Linked DNA regions of Gossypium hirsutum: region 1 is linked to region 2. The links are chromatin contacts, called in public Hi-C maps. All regions are on one chromosome and are shown on one strand. The core of a region is the stretch at or near the end of the contact, and the rest is flanking DNA. Distances in the headings are between cores, read along the strand shown.

Region 1 (5,502 bases), core at 2,945-5,444, 220 kb after region 2:
CATGGATGATTACATGAAAATTTATGTTTAAATCAAACTAATGTAAGAATCGATGACTTTCACTTCAGCCAAACAAAATAAGGGATATCTACCGGAATATTGCTCACGTCTTCCCTCATATAGGAATTCATAACTTTTTCCACCTCAAATCAAATCAAATTCATGACTTTCATGTATTTCTTTTTCTTTTTCTTTTTTTTTTCCTTTTCTGATATACTCTCATATCCATTTTCTTAAAAGAAAAACTTATTTCTTTATTTCTTTTGTTATACCATAAATATAATATGTAGGACCTTAAAATTCTTTATTAAATTATTTAAGACATAATAATAAATTTAGTCCATTATGTCACTTTGATCTCTTCTTTTTAGATTATTTTGGCTTTTAATTTTAAAATTTTAGTTAAATTATTTTTTTGAAAAAAAATTGATTAAACTTTAAAATTTTAATGAAATTAATGTGATTAATCTCGTGATAATCTATGTATAATTTATAAAAATTTTAAAAAGTAATTAAAAAATTAAAATTAAAAATGTTCATAAAAACCTTTAAAAAAAATTGTCCATGCTAAAATTAAAGTATACTTAAATTACTACGCTGAACTATCATGTCTATTATATTAAAATTTTAATAATTCAACCCATGTTTCTATTAAAGAAAAAAAAAGCAATTTTAATTACCACACATATCTATTTATTTTTATTACACAATAAATATAATATGTATATATATATATATCACTCTTAAAATTTTTTATCCAATAATTTTTTATTTAATTTAAGAGAGAAGAATCTATTAATATTGGTGTAAAATTAAAGTGATTTTACATCCTTCTTTAATTTTTTATACGATTCACATTTTAACGAATTAACCGTTATATTTTATAATTTATGTAACAAGTTTTCAATTGTTCAATAAATATTTTAGATCAATATGATAGAGATATCAAATCAGTTCGAAAATTGATGAGAATGACAAGTACAATTATATAAATAAATTCAATGATTGAAATATTAAAATTAAGAAAGAGATGTTATCCCTTAATCTAATTAAATTAAGGTGAAATTAATAGATGGTAATTTGGCTGTTTGTTTCCAGACTTATGCATGACTATAAATAACCTAATAATACCCCTATTTTATTTTAAGGAAAAAAATAGGATGTAGTTTCAAACATTGATTCTCAACTACTGTAGGAAGAAAATAAGTGCTGAAATTAATACTCATCTTTGACAACGATGGGTTGTTTTTTCCCCTTAATAGAAATAGAATACAATCAATTTCTTTAAGAAAAAATAGTTGAAATTTCAATGTTGTTGAATGACGGGGTAAGTAATTACCTAAAATCTAGGTTCAACACCCTCCCTATTTAAGTAAATAATTTCTTGCCCCAATTATATTCTTAATTCTGATATTTGAATTATTATTTTTATCTTAATGTATTTAAAAATTACCCATAAAAACATGGCATCTAGCATATTCTTATTGAATATTAAAAATATTTTTCTAGAGATTGATAGACTCTTAACTCAATTAGTATCGACATTATTACTAATATAAAAATTCGTGGATTTAAGAATGCTAAAACGCATTTCTCCTTTTTTTCAAGGATTGAAAGAGAGATTATAGGGTATTCTATTTATTGTATCAAAATATATAGACATATTTGGCCGAAAGCAAAATTTAAGTGTCAATGAGAATATATAGTCCAAAAGCCTTACACCTTTTTTGGTTTAAACCCAGAGGGGAAAGTCTAAACTTAAGAGTGAAACGAAAAGAGAATTTAATGACTTAAAAAATATTTGTTCAACAAATGGATGCCCCTGTATTGTCTCTGTTTGAGTTGTAGATAACAACAATAGATAAAAATGAATTCAAGGAAATGTTAAAATAAAATTCATAGACTACAATGAGTTTTTGAAATTTCATCTCTTATGAAAAAACAAAGTGTGATTGAAGCTGGTTTCCATTTACAGCACCATACTCATAGCTATCTTTGGTGTTTAGGTCTAAATTAATGGAATCTCCCTCAACTTTACGCTTAACATGTTTGTTTTCTTCTCTATCTCCCACTCCATGACCATGGAAACTAGCAGAAAAGTTGGCCTTGGTGGGAATTACGTGATTCATTTGTGCCATGTTTGATTTCCTGTCAGCTTCATTTGTACTATCCATGAGACTGGACAGAGGCAAGTTGAAATTTGTTAGTTGTGCTCTTTTTTCTTCTACGTTCTCTTCGCTGTGGATATCAAATGAGAGGCTCTTTTGGGCTTTTTCTAATATTGCCTGCAAGTACTTTCCTTGAGCCTCTATCCTCATCTGCAATTTCTTCTGTACCTGCAAAGTTAAATCGAAATTACAAGCCAATTCGCAACGACTAATAATGTAAATCGATATGTACTTAAAAGGTATAAATTAACCTCAAGTTGCTCTTCTAAGGTCTTTTGTACTTCCATCTGAGACTTGAGTACCTCTGTCATTTGGATTTGTCTGTTTCATTGTACATTCATTTATCAGTTCTGCATTAGGATGGACAAAACAGAAATTGCAAATTGTGCTAAGATATAATTTGGTAAAAGTACCATGGAGGCCCTTATACTAGGAGTCAGATTGCATTTTACCTCCTCTACTAAAAAAATGGGCAAATTAATCCTTATACGTTAGAGTAAAGAGTAAACTGGTCCTTTTGTTATAAATTTAATCCATTTCCACTGTTACATTAGCATGAAATACACATGATATATCACGTGTAACTGTTTAGTTATTCTATTAGCTACACCAATTGTTATCAATAGAAATCAATGAATTTTTTAACAGTAAGGACCAATTTGGTATTTAATCTAACATATAGGGACTAATTTGCCTAATTTTTAAGTAAAGGGGGCAAAATATAATCTAACTCCTAGTATAAGAGCTCCATGATACTTTCACCCATATAATTTGCATTTTATTTACCTTTTATCATCGTCAGCTCTTGGTGAATTGGTGACTGTCCCTGAAGAATGATTGCTAAATTGTACATACGAACTCCCTAGATAAAGATCAAGGAATGGCATTGATTTTAATCAAATATTTGCAAAAATGATTGTGAATTATATAAGTACTGTAATGATCAACAAACTTACGACCATTCTCTTTGTTCTGGTCTGCAGTACTTTGCTTCCTGGATTGCTGTCCTAATCTGTATTTCTACAGAACAAAATAATTAATGAAAAGCAAACTGAAAGACGAACCCTTAAAAGCATTAAGCCATTAATGTCCATGTCTTATATATATATATACCTGTAAATGGCTCTTCAAATGGTATAGTGTCAAGCCTTTCAACCCCATCAGTCTTAGGACAGACTTTGGAGTTGCTTCTGCAAGCAGAATTTTCTCATTGACATTAGGCTTATACTGTTGCAATATGTTTCTAGCATTACAATAAGAATGTAGTACAAAAACCATAAATTACTAATACAATTCCACAATCATTTAAAAACAAAAAATTCAGAGAATTAGCCTTGAACTTGTCGATGTGCATACAGAAACCAATTGCAGACATAAAAAGCTGCACCAATGTACTAAAATTATGTTGGTAATTAAATTTAATTCATATCACATTGTTACAACCTGTTCTTGCTATAACCTCAATATTAATTTATCGTAAAAAAAAAATGAGTAGGAAAAGAAGAAACAGGAGAGAAAGACTAACTGTTAGGACCACCGAGTTTAGTTACGGCGTCGACGAATCGGTCGTGAAGATCAGCCGTCCATCTCAGCCTGGGTTTGGGGTCTCTGGTCATCACCACCCCATTTTCGTAACCATAGTTCCCATTCCCTCCATAGCTTAATCTCTCCATCTTAACACCCTTCAATTCTAACTTTAAACTGAATAATAACCGGTTCCTCCTTAAATCCAAAAAAATGTCAAACAGAATTGGATAGAATTATAAGAACATGAACACCAAAAAATGTCAACCTCTTTTTGCTGTTTTAACTTCATATATGAAATATTTTATTAAATGAGAAGTGGGCGGTGATTTTTTTTTTTGTATATATATTTAAAGGAAGAACATGCAGAGGAAAGCTCGGCGACGAATCTTAAAGCAAACAAACATGATTGCAATCAACACCAAACAAAACACAACCCCATAATTTTATACTGCTCCAGTGTACGTCCTCATCCTGCATCAGGGGTCCAACCTTTTAGATTTTTTGATACGATGATGATCTAACGGTGATTTGAGAGAACTAAAGGGATGACACGTAAGGGCCAGCATGGAATACTCGGGGAAAGGGACCCACGAGGGGAGGAAGTAAGTGCCATTTAAGGTGGCCGGCCCCAGATGAGTGGGCCCGGCAGGATGGGACACGTGTTGAGATTTTCGTAAGGAACGGGGAGCTGGAGATGACTGTAGAATATTCGCTTCAGCCCGTGAAATAAGCTGTCCAATGAATCTATCCCCTTTTGGCCGTTTCCTTTTTTTTTTTTTACTTTTTCTTTTCCATCCTTTCTTAATTCTATCTACAGAATTAAAATAATAAAATTGTCGGTTTTTCTCTTAAAAAAAAATATTTAAGTAGAATATAATTACTTGCAGAAAATATGGAAACTTATTGTGTATCATAAAATTTAAACATTAATACTTAAAACCGAGTTTTTTTTGGTAGAATACTTAAAACCAAGTTTAACAGTGATACAATTAGCGAAATCCAAACTTAAACCATACATCAAATAATAAATATCTTAATCATTAAACAAACACACAAGTTCAAATTTTATTAGCTTTTATTTCTCAAAATTTGTAATAAATGAGGTAGAAATTATAACCTTACAAGTTCCAATAATTTATCTTATTATTTATACAAATAATTATATAAACTGAAAATAAATTATTTAGTTAATTATTCAATTTTTTGAGCATCAATCTAAATAAAAATATTTGTAATTTAATCACCATCGTGAGAGAAATTTTTCATTTTAGTCCCTCGTAACTTAAATCCCTAATTATAGCCGACTGTGGACAGCATTTTTTTCCTCTTTTTTTTTTTTACCCTCACAACTGTTCATCATCTTCTTTCCCTCCATGCCACCCCTGCCTCCACCATTCTTCTTCTTCCTTTGCTCCCTGCTTCCAGCCACCGCGCCATTCTGCTTCCATCAACTCTCCTCCTTAGAATTTGTATCTCTAAAATAAAATTTTCTGACAAAGTTACACTTACTTTAATTTGAATGATCAAAATAAAAGCACCTAAAAAGTTTTGACGAATTAGATAATTTACCTTAAAAATAATTAAATAAAATGAAATAATTTTTTAAGTAATACAATTAAGTAAAAATAAAATAAATAAATATATATACAATTAAATTAAAATTAAAATTTTATTTACCTAACAAAATTCAAATATTATATCAAATTTTCTTATATTCCCACCGCATATTGAAATAGAATTTATGTTTAATTTTAATTTCGAAAAATTCAATCTTATTTTATAGATTCTGCACTTGGAAAATAAAGAA
Region 2 (5,093 bases), core at 920-3,419:
AGTGATGGAATCTGGTGGTAATAGCTGGTGGAGGGTGTAATTCATGCCACATGGTAAGCATGAAATTCCCAAACCTCAAGCAGCAGGGAGAATATCCAAAGCAACTTCCTTGAGGGATGGCATTTTCTCCTGCTGGTGCACACAAAAGTACTTATTACCCATCCTTCTAAGCACTCTCCAAGGACCTGGATAGCACCTAATTGAAGAGAAGCACAAGTTGTTTCATTTAGCTGTGAAAAAGCTCAAGACAATTCAGTCAGCAAGAAAAAAGAAAAGGTTATGAAGACAAACCTGAAAAGTGTCCCTCCATTTCGTCCCTTGAAGTTATGTATGTAATATACAGTCTCCATCATGGGCAGGAGGGATTTGGTTAGTGCTGCCAGCTTAGGATAGAAAAAAGATGGATAATCTTAGCTCATTCATTCAAGGACAACTATTTAAGCTATCATTTGAAATCTAAATGATTGAAAAACTATGGATGAGTTGCCAAGGAAAGGATACATCCAGATCTTATACGGTCGAGTTCTCCATTGAATATAATCATTTTCCTGTTGGTGTTCATTACAGCTTCCTTGTAAAGCTCTTCCACCACAATCATTTCTGCATAATGGATTGCATACCATACATAAAAGCTTCATGGAGTACACATCGAAAAGAATTCAGGGTGTTCGATAAGCTACCATTGACGTTAAAATAAGGATAACCAACAAGGAACAGTTCATCCTCTGGCTTTACCCTGTCTGCCATTTTCACTTTCTCACCAAAACCGAAATCCTCGAAGAAGGATGGTTTTGTTAGATAGTCTAATTTGAACGAAACTCCTTCAAACACTTGTCTTGCAAATTTAACTTCGTTTGCCTCTGGGAAAAACTGAAAACTTAACAGCAGACATAAATTATTATGAATTATATAAGCAATAAGCTTAGGCCTTACAGTTGTTGGTGCCTCCCTCTTCACATTAAATACACTTTGCTATTGGCACTTACTATTCTGGTTCGTGTAACTTTCTCTGGAGCTACCAAAATGTCACAAAATTCACGAATCAACTGCATACTTCCAGTCATTTCATTTCCTCCTTCACCGTCACCTTGTATGTGTAGTTAACTTATGATATATATAAGTTCAAAAATAAAAGAGAAAAGACACATGAGAAGGGGAGAGAAGAACCTGGTACAGATCCAAGTCCAGCTGTTGGGAATTCAATCTCCTGCAATAGATATTTGTATGTCACGAACTATATATTGAGACTGAACCATGTAATTTGCCTTTAAACTCTTCAATTATTACACAGTGCTATCTATCTCACCATCAACTGTTTGCCATCCTTCAAAGCCAATTCTGTTGCCCTTTTTGCCTGTTATTTGACAGACATTGTCCAAAGGAATAATAAGATTTTACAGCAGCGATAGTTGCAAGAAATTATCTTAGAAATTGCATGACAGATTAGTATATATATATATATATATATATACGTAAGATGCAGCATTAAAATAAGATACCCAAGGCTTACTTGTTTAAGAAGGTCAATGTAATCATTGGGGAATGGAGTATCATATTCAGTCAAGGCTTCCCCCTCAGAAACTGAACGACTTATAAACTTGAGATTCCTTGAAGAACCTACTATTTGGTGCAAACCAATTTTCCCTTTTATAACCGCATTTGTGTTGGCTTCTGCTTCAGTCCAATGGCTTCTGGACTGAAAAACCTACAATTTGGTGGTACAAACTAATTAAACATTACGCAAAAAAGTCCACATGATTTCAGAGGTATTCATCTATATGCATCAAGAAATGGGATATTTCTCTAAATCAATAACCAATCAAAGAGAGTGTTACAGCTTTTCATAGGTAGTGAGTTAATTCGAGTGGTGTGGGGGCATTGAACATTAATATTCGAAGAAACATAAAAAAAGAGATGAAGAAGCGAGTCGTTTACCATCCGATGTGGGGTTGAAGACACTGCAAAACCGGGATTGGATAGCAGCATCTCTTTTGGTTTCGAACTACAAAGACCGTTATGTTCGTTGTTAGATGAACAATATTCTAGTTTATTTTCTCATCGCCACACTGCATTCTGTATGATGTGCCGTGTTGTGCACCACTCAGTATTGTTTTTCTACTTCCTGCATTATCCTCTTTTAATGCAAGCACTTATCCTTAGAATGAAATACGTTTAAAGTTTATTTAATTTGTTTTTTTAAGGTCAAACTACACCCAAGGTAATTAAACTATTAGCTAATTAACGTTTTAGTCACTCAATTTTAAAAAATTACAAAATGATTATTGGAAAGTTTTCATTTAAGTCATTGAACTATTTGAAAGTTTTTATTTAAGTTATTAAGTCATTAAGCTGTTAAGTTTCTTTTTTTTCTTTTTCTTTTTAAATCTAGTTAGTGAGCTCCAAGCAAAGGTTCGACGATTGGTACAATGGATCAATATCCATCGATGAGTAAAAGAACATATCTTAGATTCAAATTGATCTGATGGTCAATGTTAGAGATTGAAAAAGAAAACTATTTGGGTTTTGGTTCGCAGATTCGTGATGTTCAAAACTGTTTCATGAAAAAAAAAACAAATTGTAGAAGAAAAGGGAAATGGGAGTTTTCGATTGGTGCAAGCGACGCAAACAGAAAAGACCATACATTAGTAATTTTAACAGCCCAACGACTTAAATGAAGACTTTCTAATAGTTTAGTAATCATTTTGTAACTTTTTAAAGTTGAGTGATAAAAATGTAAATTTACTAATAGTTTAGTGACTTTGGGTGTACATTATCCCTTTTTTAAAGGTTAAGGGTTAAATTTATAAATGTTTGAGAATTAAATTGTTAGTTAAATTTATTGAATTATTTAAAATTAAAGTTAATTTAATAGAATAAGCAAATGTTGAAGACTAAATATGTTATTATATTAAGTAAAAAAAAGGGTCACCTCACCATTTCCATTAACAATTTAATGGAATGTGATTAAAAGAGAAACAAAATATATTGTTAATGACAAAATTGAAGATTTTTGTAGTTCAATGACCAAAATAGAAATACGCTAATAATTGAATAATTGAATAATTAATGCCTCCATTTCATTGCGAAAATATTCAAAATAACATTTTAGAAGATAATAGTTGCATTTAGATTTAATAATATTTAAATTAATTAATTAATTTATCATTGAGGAATTTTAATATAATTCACTAATAATTTATCAGTTATCTAGATGTGGTGAATTAGAGTCGATAATGTTATCCGTAATATGAATATGTGATATGATCATAATATAAAAATAATTAAATAAAAAAAATAAAAAAACTCATAATAAAAAAGGCAACGTTCCATAATTATTATTAGTGAGTCAAAAATTATATAATATATAATTTATTTTTAAATATAATTATAATAAAAATAATATGATGATATTTTCTGTAGAATTTTGAAAGGTAAATATTTTCGACATTGTGATTTCCTTGAATAATCCTTTATTTATATGGAGGAGTATTTTTTTTATTACAAAGCATCTGCTTTTTAAAAGAGTATGATGGAGATTGGGTGATGGGCGACATTTCATAGATTCCCATGACAATAAATTTTTTTAATGATTCAGAGCCTTTATCGGATATGGAATGTTTACGAGTTAGTGATTTGCTCATGAAGAATGTTAAAGCTTGGAATGTTACCCTTGTTGAAGGTTTTTTATAGCCTTATGATGCGCCTAGGATCAGTCTTTATGGCCAACATGATCAACAAATTTGGCACTATAGTAAGAATGGGGTGTTTGATGTTAAGTCTTGTTATGCTATTGCGGTTTGACATGTTGTGGATTTTCCTTGGCAAACGATTTGGAATGCTAAGGTACCACCAAAGGTGAAGGATTTCTTGTGAACGTGTGTTCGCAATTTTATATCTTGCAAAGGCCGATTGAAAGAGAAAGTGTGTATCACTAAAAACAATTGTATAAGATGTCAGTGAAGGATTTCATTGCCTCTGTTTTTTCATTTGCTGATTGTCTGTAGTGGAACCATATTCTGGTGGTCTTGTGGAGTTTATGGTTCTATAAGAACCAATTAATTTGGAAGAATCAGTAAGACCCTCCATCTTAGATTGTTGAGTTCTATTGAGGTTATCAACAACAAAAGAAAGGAAAAATGAAAGAAAAGAAACTAAAGAAGATGATCAAATGATCTCTATTACTGATTTTTATTAAAGCAGTGTCCTTAAGTTACAAATAGTTATCAAATACATAACTACTCTCACTAACATCATTGAACTAACTTATCAGATAAAATCAACACCTAAACATTAGTACATTATCAAACTAATAAGCTAAGTAGTCTTTGTGCATCAACAAAACTGATTACAAAGTGAATTAGACTAGTTGTAAACAAGAAACAAAATAGTTGATATGGCAAAGCTTTAAAACATCTTTGCTGCTGCATTGCTAGCCATTGTCCAACACTCCTCTTTGGCTTCTATGCAGCAAACACCAATATTTCTTCTCAAATTCTCGAACCTTGCAGTCCTAAAAGGCTTGGTTAAAATGTCAGCAAACTGATCTTCTGATTTGCGATGGATCAATTTGACTTCCTTTGATTGCTCAGCTTCCCTAACAAAGTGATATATGATTTTAAAGTGTTTCGTTTTTCCATGAAACACATGATTTTTTGCTATGGCAACAACTGGCTGATTATCCACTTTGATTTTAGTTGGTTCATCTTGGCTCTCATTCAAATCACATAAAAGCTTTCTTAGCCAAATGGCCTGATTAATAGCTGTAGCAGCTACAATATACTCTGCTTTTGCTGTTGTTTGAGCCACAATTTGTTGCTTCTTTGAACTCCAACAAAAGAATCCTGAGCCTAAAGTGAAAAAATAACTCGATGTGCTATTCATATCATCAATAGAGCCTGCCCAGTCACTATCTAAGTATCTCAACAGCTTGAGTTCTTCAGTTCTCACAAAATTTACCCAAAAGTTACGAGTTTCTTTGACATATCTTAGGACCCTCTTAGCTGCTTTGAAATGAGAAACATTACAACAGTGCATGAACCTAGATAAAAGGTTGACCGCAAACATAATGTCAGGCCTTATAGTTGTCAAGTAGA

Evidence for each region. Hi-C and Micro-C count contacts between places; a contact is called where the count stands out from the background.
Region 1: a contact with region 2 is called in a Hi-C map of leaf, with 2.5 times the contacts expected there. The contact joins the promoter of LOC107929435 here to the promoter of LOC107929449 in region 2. A contact is called at or near these places in 5 of 34 Hi-C or Micro-C datasets (anther and leaf).

Annotation. Positions count from the first base shown.
Region 1 is chrA08:110,922,086-110,927,587 of Gossypium_hirsutum_v2.1, forward strand. LOC107929435 (myb family transcription factor PHL11) reads right to left here and starts at 4,195. Exons shown (of 6, transcript XM_016860853.2): 1 at 3,694-4,195; 2 at 3,282-3,358; 3 at 3,125-3,188; 4 at 2,955-3,030; 5 at 2,420-2,489; 6 at 1,787-2,336. The coding sequence starts at 3,841. The coding sequence ends at 1,932. LOC107929415 (isoflavone reductase homolog) reads left to right here. Exons shown (of 4, transcript XM_016860831.2): 4 at 1-176. The coding sequence ends at 31.
Region 2 is chrA08:110,706,316-110,711,408 of Gossypium_hirsutum_v2.1, forward strand. LOC107929449 (protein LOW PSII ACCUMULATION 3, chloroplastic) reads right to left here and starts at 2,170. Exons shown (of 9, transcript XM_016860877.2): 1 at 1,936-2,170; 2 at 1,511-1,705; 3 at 1,307-1,354; 4 at 1,168-1,207; 5 at 987-1,087; 6 at 681-870; 7 at 502-600; 8 at 292-409; 9 at 1-196. The coding sequence starts at 1,986. The coding sequence ends at 76.